Linked DNA regions of Mus musculus: region 2 is linked to region 1. A link is a contact called in public Hi-C data. All regions are on one chromosome and are shown on one strand. The core of a region is the stretch at or near the end of the contact, and the rest is flanking DNA. Distances in the headings are between cores, read along the strand shown. Region 1 has its middle 54 kb from the start of Gm31542. Region 2 has its middle 92 kb from the start of Gm31485.

Evidence for each region. A called contact is a pair of places that touch in the nucleus more often than the background predicts.
Region 2: a contact with region 1 is called in a Hi-C map of the N1E-115 cell line, with 4 times the contacts expected there. The contact joins two enhancer-like sites. A contact is called at or near these places in 4 of 484 Hi-C or Micro-C datasets (the N1E-115 cell line, cerebellar granule neurons, cranial neural crest and 1 more) and 1 of 115 datasets of contacts at active chromatin or transcription factors (embryonic stem cells).

Annotation. Positions count from the first base shown.
Region 1 is chr13:55,961,099-55,966,106 of GRCm38.p6, reverse strand. No RefSeq gene overlaps it. Among named protein-coding and RNA genes, the nearest start is that of Gm31542, 54 kb to the right of the region's middle. Within about 2 kb of position 2,861, at least 26 of the 459 cell types and tissues checked have an H3K27ac peak or open chromatin away from gene starts, as enhancers often do. A contact at or near this core is called in the N1E-115 cell line, where this site is marked.
Region 2 is chr13:56,026,665-56,031,672 of GRCm38.p6, reverse strand. It overlaps the pseudogene Gm47072. Among named protein-coding and RNA genes, the nearest start is that of Gm31485, 92 kb to the left of the region's middle. Within about 2 kb of position 2,377, at least 12 of the 459 cell types and tissues checked have an H3K27ac peak or open chromatin away from gene starts, as enhancers often do. A contact at or near this core is called in the N1E-115 cell line, where this site is marked.

The sequences.
Region 1 (5,008 bases), core at 1,612-4,111:
CACCAGAGGGAGGGAATGGAATAGCCACTTTGACCACAGTAAAGGTGGTGTTTCTATGACTGGCATGCTGTTTCAGTTTGCCATAACTCTAGACAAGGGTGCTGGGCTTCAGCTGTGTACAAAGAGGAAAATGGCCCACACTCAACCACCTGTTCTTCCTCCTGAGGAGTCCATGTGAGGTTTGGTCAGAGCACTCCCACAGAGCCAGCAGCTTGCTCGGTGGGGATCAGCTGGGGCACTGAGGAACTGCTCTGTTTGTCTTGAAGGTGATCACAGAGTGGGGACCCCATGGTTCTGTTCCTCTTTGAAGTCATTCATTCCCTTGCCCCGGCAGAGCACCACGGAGCTCTTGTGAGTCCCTTGGGCCTGGTAGGACTGCTTATCAGACAGGTGTCCTGAACTCTCCCGGGGCAGCCCAGTGGGCCGATTTTTAGAAAGTTGTGTTGCCACAAAGAGAATGTCAACCTGTTCGAATTCTTCTGGAGGGTGCATGAATGGAGACAGGGCAGCCAGTTGGCTGGAGGCCATTCTGAGCACAAAGGCGGGGACCAGCTGTGCCAGGTGTGTTTAAAGTTTGTCTTCCCTTTGCTGCCCCCCCATATTTCATGATGGACACTATTGTGGGAAGGCACATTCAGTCCGCTGTGTATTTCTGTCAGAAAGGCTAGAAAGAAAAAGGGGAGGTGCTGGGCGGGAGGCGGCTTTTGTGCTGAGGTAAATAGTCTATTGCTCAGACTCTTTCTTCTCTTCGTGTTCATGGGGCCAGGAGGGTAGACATTTACTGACTCTCCTACGTTCCTTCCTCTCCATAAAAGTCTGAGTCCTAGCTCAGTAGGATTTCCCACCCCACCCCACCCCTACCCCCGCCTCCCTTGGCTGCCCAACCTATAGCAACAACTCAGTGAGTCCTTTAGTTCTCTGAAAGCACAGAGCTATGTGTCAGGCTCTTGACCACAAGGCAGTCTCCATATACATTGCTCTAAAGCAGTAGGTACCCAGGAGAAGATACATCGAAGGGTTCCTTCTACCTTAAATTACAACAGAAGCTGGGAGGAAAGGGTAGGAATCCACTCAATTACAGCAAATCAGGGTTTCACGAGGCATTAGACTAAGAAAATTATTTTTCATGGCTAAATTAGCAACAGCTATTAGGTCAAATATCAGCACGGCTACGATTTTAGAGATGAAGCATTAAAACCATTTTGCCCTCAGATAATTTAGGAGGAATTCATTCACAAAGAAAGCAGTGGGCTCTCACATTCAGCTTCCTATCTGGGGCAAAGAACAGGTGTCTGGGGTGACCAGTTACTACCCATTAAAGACCTGAGGTTCAATATAGGCAAGGTACAAGTGTGGGCCAACCGTTCTTCATGGCTGCCCTGTACAACGCTCAGGGGTGGTGCAGGTGGCTGAGCTGAGAGTGGCATGGGCCTCTGTGCATAAAGCCCATGGAATAAATAAAAAAAAACATATCTCCAGAGGGACCCAGGACCACCTATGGGCCAACAGTGGCTTCAGACCTCCTCACACACAAACATACACACATCTAAAATAGGAATGCAGGCACCGCCGTGGCCTCATACAGGGCCTCTTCCCTCAGAAACGTGTGGTAGAGATTCTCAAAGTCAAGCTGGATCCATTGGTCCCATACTGGGCTCACAGGTAACGCAGGGAGATTTGTTGCTTTGTCCTGGGGGTGGGCAGTGTTTGTGTGTGTGTCCCAAGCATGCCTGCCACCCTGTCTTATACTCCTAATCGACAAATGACCACACTAAGAGCCACATTTTGTTAAAGACTGCCTGCAGAAATATCCCGTGGGTGTACCCAAGCTCGTATGCAGCTGTTAGCTAGGAAGACAGCCCTTCAGAACACCGCGGCTCTTCTGTGATATTTGGAGGTGATCGTTGACGTTCAAACGGGAGAAGGCATGGCTCTCTCTTTGCACCAGAAGTTCCAATACACTTCTTTGTTGTTGTTTTTTGTTTGTTTGTTTTTTGTTTCAAGAAAGGGTTTCTCTATGTAGCCCTGGCTGTCCTGGAACTCACTCTGTAGACCAGGCTAGCCTCGAACTCAGAAATCCACCTGCCTCTGCCTCCCAAGTGCTGGGATTAAAGGCGTGAGCCACTTCTTTTGGATCTCTAGCGGAAGTGCCCGATACAACCCTTCCATCCAAACCCTGAGAGGCTCTATACGAAGAAAAGAAAGGGAAAGGTCTGGGCAGAACCTCTGCTCAACGGCAAGAAATCCCAAACCATGCAGGCAATGTTAGAGGCACCCCACCAAGAGGGCTTAGCCATCAGAGGAGAAGCCTTGTCTATCCCAGAAGCGCTCTTACACATCAGATCTGTGCCCAACAAGGATGGCGAGAGGAAGCCAAGAGAGGAATCAGGATGTCCAGCTCAACTGTCAGTAATCTTTTCTACAGAGGCAGGGATCTGGATATCGCATTTCTGAGAGTGCTCCATAGGGCTGTTGCCGTGATCTGGTCAGATGAACGGACGAGGAAACCCAGAATGTGCCTGAGGGGTCATCAGGAGACAGGTATTGGTCCCCAGGCCCTGTGACCTTGGGCCAAATAGGAAACCAACCCAGTCTTAAAGGATCTTTGGATACGCAGCTCCTCCCATCGCGTCAGCACCAGCAGCGGCCAACAGGTGGCAGGAGAGCTTCGGGAAGCACTCACCTGAGGGCCATGCTGGTCCCCTCACTACAGCCGGAAGAAACCAAGGTCTGGCTTTCTCGGGTCTGGCTTTCTCGCAGAGCTTGAGAAGGACTGGAAGCCACCGGGGGCTGGAACAGCCTGGGAGAGATGCAGAGAGCCACTTTGGAGTCAGGGCCTTCGCTCTAGTCCCACCAGGCACCAGCAGCGCACAGCCTCCTCGGCTGGGTACCACGGATGGAGAGCAGGATAACACCCGCCTCATCCCAGCTGCGCCCACCCAGCCAACCCCCTAGTGCTCCGGTCCAACAGAGCGAGCATCTGGCTTGCCCTCCCTGGGTCGAGGGTTTTAAATTATTTATAAAGATCCAGAGTCAGAATGGAGGTGGCTGGAGGTGAGAGAAGCTGAAAATATGGGGTCCGGACCGTCATCAGGCACCCCCCTTCTTGACTGCCTGCTACAATTACTGACATACAATTACGGTTTTTGTTTTTTAATCTGAATGGCAACTGTGGACTTTTCCCCGCGTTTTAAAAATAACTAACATTTCCTACCACCAAATTCCAGAGCTGACAGAGGGAACCCCTCGGCATGGCCGCAGGGCTTTATGATGTATCGCCCCACGCGTTAGACAGCAAAAGGAACCCATCAGCTTTAATTTGTTCTGCTCTGGTCAGAATTGAGGTCTCTAGAAGCCCGTCCATATACTTTCCAATTTTAAGTTTGAGAACGCTAAACTAATGATGTGAAACTAATGTGGTGTAACTCCAAGTGCCCTCTCTGCCAGTAGGAAATAATTTCTGCAGAGCTTCTAAAAACCAAACCAAACCAAACAAATAAATCAAATGGTTTTACAATGTGGAAAAGCCGGGAGAGCCGACTAAGTTGAAGTCCTGTTTAGGGGGAGGCCGGAGGGCTTGAGCAGCATGGAGCCAGCGACTCAGTCCCTCGCAGGAGGCTGCTGGGCTCTGGGTGTCTGCAGCTGGGAGCAGTCCTTGCTCAAACTCTGGCCCAGCACGCCTCGAGAAAGCAATCTGGGTCACAAATTCAACATGACAGTTTTAACAAATACGATTTCAGCTTTTATATTTGGATTTAGGAAGGGGATGATGGCCTTACCCGGAATCACTATTAAATAGTAAGCTTATAACATGTTTGCTGACGGCGATATAGACCCTGCTTCTAATTAACTTTAAAGCATGCTGCCGATCCTGCTTATGCCGACAAGGAAAACAAAGCTGGCTGCTGAGCAGACTCAGGCGAGAGGCAAACGTACAGAACTTGTACGAAATGGACAGGGTTTTGTTTTTTGTTTTTTGTTGTTTTTTTTTCCTACCTGAACCTGCCAGAAGAGCCTTTAAAAATTCAAGCTACTTTTTAAAGATTTACAAGATTTTTTTTCTCCCTCTACCAATTAGCATATCAATTTTTTTTTAGTATTTTAAAATAGGCTGAAAGTGGCAGCTTCAGCTTTAAGACTACAAACTTTTTTTAATGAATTTGCTTTATTATGAAATCGCAGCGTTTGTTAATGAAAGGGAATTGGTTGCATCTGTCTATTTACAGGTTGATTTTTTAAAAAATATCTACTAGTCATTTAGCCAATGTAGAAAGCAAATAAATATTTCTCCCATGTCAGTTTTTTTAATTTCCTCAGAAACAGCATCTCTTTATTATCTGTGACAGACTGAAATGAAAATCATTGTTTAAACATCGCAGGTTTTTATATTTGCTAGAATGTTTGGAGTACAAAGCTGGCACGGTTTTGTTGTACACACATATAGTCTGACTTGACTATCTCATACTTAGGGCTTGCTAACATAGATCACTCTGAAAAAGACAAACAGGCTACCATAAAAGAGAAGAAATAAATAATGCCTAAGAATGCCTTTGGTTCCAGCGAGTGGCAAGTTACTATTATCCTAGTATTTGAAAACATTCATTTTGGAATTAACCAAGACTCTAATAATATAACTGCCCGACCCCATATGTCCAATGTGGGGTTAGGGAAAGAGTTCACACAACACTGAGTTTGGTTTTAGTCAAGAAATTAAGGTTATCTGAGTAAGTCAGCCCTGGTAACTGGGGTCAGATCTCGTTCTACTTACTGGCCCAGCAGAAGGCAGGCTTCCCAGGGAACTTTTCGAGTGTATGTGCCTCTGCATTTCTCAGAGAGCAGAGGTACAAAGGAGAAGCCTTCTAGGCTGTTGTTTAAAAATGATTACAGCTAATACCTGACCACGGCTGATTTTCCTGTCCTTCCCCACTTTAACATCGGAAGCATGTGATCCGCCCTCCAGATGCCCATTATTAATTGCACGCCCTTTGATGTCCAAACGTGGATGGAA
Region 2 (5,008 bases), core at 1,128-3,627, 66 kb before region 1:
GTTCCGAGGCAGGCCCTCCCCCAGCCCAGGCCCTCCAACTTGTTCAGATTTTAGGCAAGAGGTTCCACAGTCACCCTAGGGAAAAAAGTGGGACCCCTGTCCCAACCGAAACTGAATTCACTCAACCAGAATTATCCCCTATTGGCACCAGTGGCCCCACTGAGTCACCACAGCAAGTTCCGTGTCAGCATTTCTATATAAGCCAGGGTTTGCTAGGATCAGCCCACAGCCATAAACAAGTCTGCTCTAGGCACTGAAAAGAAAGCCAGGTGACACCACCCCCAAGTCTCCCAGGACAAGGATGAAGTCTGTGGTCCTCCTTTAGGGCATCAATTTAGGACATCAACTACAGTTGTCAAAATTCAAAATTGGTTCTTGGCTTGGTGTGTGTGTGTGTGTGTGTGCACGTGTGCACGCAGGCATGTGAACTAAAAGGTATTTGCTGCTTTGAGAACTTAGAAAAGGCCTGAGTTGAGCGTGTGCGATCCAAAGCCTTCTCCAGTGAACAGCAAAAGCAGCAGCGACACTGAGCCAGGCAGGGACCAGGACTCCTGCTGCCAACACCTACCTTCTGTTGGAACAGCGGTTCTGCCTCCTACCTCACAGGGAACAAACACTCCAAGAGCCAGGCCCAGGGACCTAGCCATGGGTAACCCATGCAGCCAGTGGGAAAGGGGTACCATCTAGTAAATAAAACTAGGCCCTTCCGCATGCTGCGTAAAATAATTATACAATGGTATTATATAACAATTATATTCATATCTTTATAGTATATAAACATAACAATTTTTACAATTATACAAATAGCAACTATACAGAACACGATGAGAAGATCAAGCGAACGTGTATATAAGCAGAGAGGGGTTCCCACTCTCTGACTCCTAAAAATGAGAAGTCTTTTAAAGAAAGGGGTTGCAATATTTTAAATTCTAATTGGTCCTGAATTTTTAAGAAGCTACCTTTGTTCACACACAAGATTGAATAAGATACGGGTGAAAAATACTTGCTACTCGTACATCAAGGGTTTTATATTTTGCTGCAGTAAAAGATCTGTGCAAAGAAAAACAAAATCACAAAGAAAAAAAATCAGAAGAAATAGACAATCGGTATGGAGAGGCAGCTTAAGCCTCTCCATAACAAGCCAATAGACATTGTCAGCAGTGAAAATATGCAGACTACCACTGGTAGCCAGGGGAAAAGCAGATTAATAGCATTGAAAGAAATGAGCTCCTCGTGCTTGCTGAGGATGCGCGGCAAAGAGCTCTCAGTGACGGCTAAGGAGTGATAAAACATGTGGCTGGTGGCATCCATTAAAAGATAAAATCCCAGAGAGGCTGGGGAAGGTAAGGGCTGCCAAGAAGCAGAGTGTGCTCTATGGACCACAAGCTGCCATTGATGTGTGAACTACGTGAACTGCAGGTTGGGAAGGCTTGAACGGCTGGACTGGACTCAGTGCCTCACGAGGGTGTTCGAGTGGGGGCCCGGCGTGCAGTTGGTACTTTGGTCTGAAAAACCACTTGGCTCGTTTTGAAGTACTGTAAGGAAACTTGGTAACTAACTAACGTCTGGTGCAGTGTCTAAGAGTTCAATTCCACCTTACCAGCCATGCGACAGAATGGAGTCCCACTTACCCAGAAGAGGACTTACCCAGCGGTGGCATCTTTTGCTGATGTTGGATGGATAGCCATAGAAGGAGAGAGCTCAATAAGACTCAGGGCAAGGTCAGGTCCAGACCTCCCCTTCCCTGTTTTGAGAAGGCCACCTCAAGCAGGCATACTTCCTTCCCAAACTTGCCTCAAGGCAAGCCTCCTTCCTCCAAAGAGGGCCTAACCGAAAGAGCTTGCAGCCCCCAGAGCTCAGACTGCCAAGATGGTGACCCTGCAGGGATAACAGAGACTAGTGGAGGTTCTTCCACATCTGTTACTGTAGCATGCCCACCTCCTCCCTCCCCCCACCTCCCTTCTCTCAGCCCCCTCCATTGGTGCTCCACCAAGTATGTCTGCTCCTGATCTGATGACAGATCGAAGAGAGCAAAACCTCAATGCTAAGAAGACTTGGACTAAGAGACACCCAAAGCAGCCTAAAATATAGAGATCCTTAAAGATATGAACGATGTGAAGCCATGATTGCTCAAGAGGTCAGAGAAAGATGGAAAGCCTAGGCCACTGGATACTACTGACCCTGATGCTCTCAAAGCAGAGGCTTGGAAAAAGAAGCTTGCTCTTGGGCATCAGCACAATAGCCAAGGTAAAGTGGAAAGAGGAACTCCGAGGCCCTGTCAAAAGTCAGCTTTGACATTCATGGGGTAAGCTGAGACAGGCAGTGAGGTGTGGTGTCAGTGCTCTGGGTTAGTGTGGAGAGCAGCTGACAGGGGTCAGCACTGAGAGGGGCTGGCAGGTTGGTCTAGGTATCAGCCACAGGGGCTGCTGCCTAAGGCAGCCAGCAATTAGAGAGATGACTCAGCAGACTTTTCTCTGGGGGAGCAAAGCTTGATTCACTGGGGCTGGCACTCCCTGTGGGCAGCGAAAAGCTCTGAACTCTTTTAGCTCTTAGGAGCTGGCAAGAAAGGAGACTGAGAAAATTCATGGACACACACACACGCACACACCGAGTGGATGAAGCAAAAGGCAGACTCCAGTAACTTCATATATACAAATACATGCATGCATACATACATACATACAGACCTACAGGCAGACATATATATGTTCACACATAGAATGGATGGAACAAAGCTCCAGCAAGCAGGCTCCAAGCATATCACATATACACACATATATACACATATACACACATATACACATATATACACACATACCTGGTGGGTGGGTGGAATAAGTTCCAACACATACCCACACAAGTTTTACATACATACGTACATACATACATACGTACATGCATACATACATATTTGATGGATGGAACAAAATTCCAACAACTTTAGTTTTTCTCCCATTGCCTATAAATCTCAGCAAAATCTTTCAAGCAGTATAAAATTACAATGTGATTTTACTTTTCTTCTAGTAAATGGTTACAAAGAAAAAAAAAAAAAAAAAAAAAAAAAAAAAACAAAACCAAGCCCAGTGTGTTCAATACCTCTACAAGAAATAACACTACATAGTGCAGGTAAAAAAAAAATTATTCCCAAGAACCCACGTTCATTTGTAACTAAGCAACTTGTTATAGATTAACAAAGTATAAGCAAGCAAGGTAGTTTTCTTATTGGCAGGCAGCAATTTGCGGTTACAAAGATAGGGTTAATTATTTTATTATTTATCTTCAAAAGTAGCCTCATAAGAATCTTAAAAGAGTCACAAATCTAAACTTTTACATAAAAATCAATCATATGTATTTTAAATCCCCAGAATACATATCTAGCCATCAGCAGTTCTTATTAAATCATATCAGGAAGCTGAGGGCAAAAATTAGTACAAGAAATTAGTCATCCCCAGCCCAGCCTCAGTGAGGGGCGTGTCAGCCAGTGCGGCCATTGTTCTTGTTCCTTGACCTTAAAAGGTCCCTAACTTGACCATTTAAAAGTGTGCCTTTCTAGCCGGGCGTGGTGGCACACGCCTTTAATCCCAGCACTTGGGAGGCAGAGGCAGGTGGATTTCTGAGTTCAAGGCCAGCCTGGTCTACAAAGTGAGTTCCAGGACAGCCAGGGCTACACAGAGAAACCCTGTCTCGAACCCCCCCCCCCAAAAAAAACAAAAAAACAAAAAAACAAAAAAGTGTGCCTTTCTGAACTTCAAATGGTTCCCTAAGGTGTTTTACATCAGAGGCGGCAGCAGAAATATTCTAACCTAGCTTCGTTAACAATTTATTTTCCCAGATGCTTTCTAAGGGTGGTGGTCATAGCTGACGCTCTGTCTCTAAGTTCTTCCCTAGGGTGGTGACTGAGTCATCAATCTGCTCCGGCAGGGATGCCTTGAGTGAGATCGAGCATTAGTATTGTGAGCGCCAGAGATGCCGCCCAGTGAGGGGTGGAAACCTCCTTAGCCTTTTCATACAATTCTTAGATGAAGAAGGATGTGAAGGCAGCAAGCAGGGCAGATCTCTGTAACAGCATGAAGTCCTCGGGCCATGCCTGTCAAGGCAAAGCCATCATGGCTGCGCTAACCATTGGGCAATATCCCACAAGTTCTAAAGTTCTAAAACCATTTGCCGTCCCTCCTACCCAGCTCTCGGCAAAGGCCAGAAGTCACTTCTGAGCTGGCCCGACTTGGCCCACATATATTGATGTACGTAAGGAAAATGAAGGCTTTAATTGAAAATGTTCCACACTCCTAAGGGACCGTGTGACCAGCAAAGATGACACCTTGCCTGTATTTCTATTTTTCTCACTATAAAGTTAGTTGTTTGTTTGGAAACTCAAGACTTACAGAGAAGCATGGGTAAGAAGGCAGAGTCTACCCCTGGATTTCACCGCATAGCAGTTTCCAATGGTAACATTCTTCCTCCAGGGTTTTATTTATATTTACGTATAATGAAGTGAAGTTCAACCAATAACATTTTCATTATGACAATAAAGAAAAGATAAAATCCCCTGTGTTGTTTGATCCTTTTAGGCATTTGCTCCATACACCCCACAAGGGGAAAACATTAAACTCAAATGATATCCACTACTTGATGTGGAAACTATAGTCTTTGTGCTACAGCTAGAGTCAGGGAAGGAAAACGGATGGTGATTTATACTGACTAACATATAACACACAGTGGATCATCCCAGTTTAAATTACTCCTGTGTTAGAACACATTCTCCTTAGCTCACCCTGTGAGTCGTTCTTTTATATCACAATATTTCAGAAGCACTGCTATGGTCATAATGTTGGAACCCATCCACATCGCTGATGGAGAAGGGTTCCTTCAAAAAGGCGTGTACTGCTTTCGTCAACACTGCAGTGTTAAAGAGCAATGTCAAAGCAGGACCATGTGCTGGAGCACAGTACTAAAAATAGATGGGGGGGGGGGTGGTGGCTGAGGGGATGGCTGGGGGGATGGCTCATCT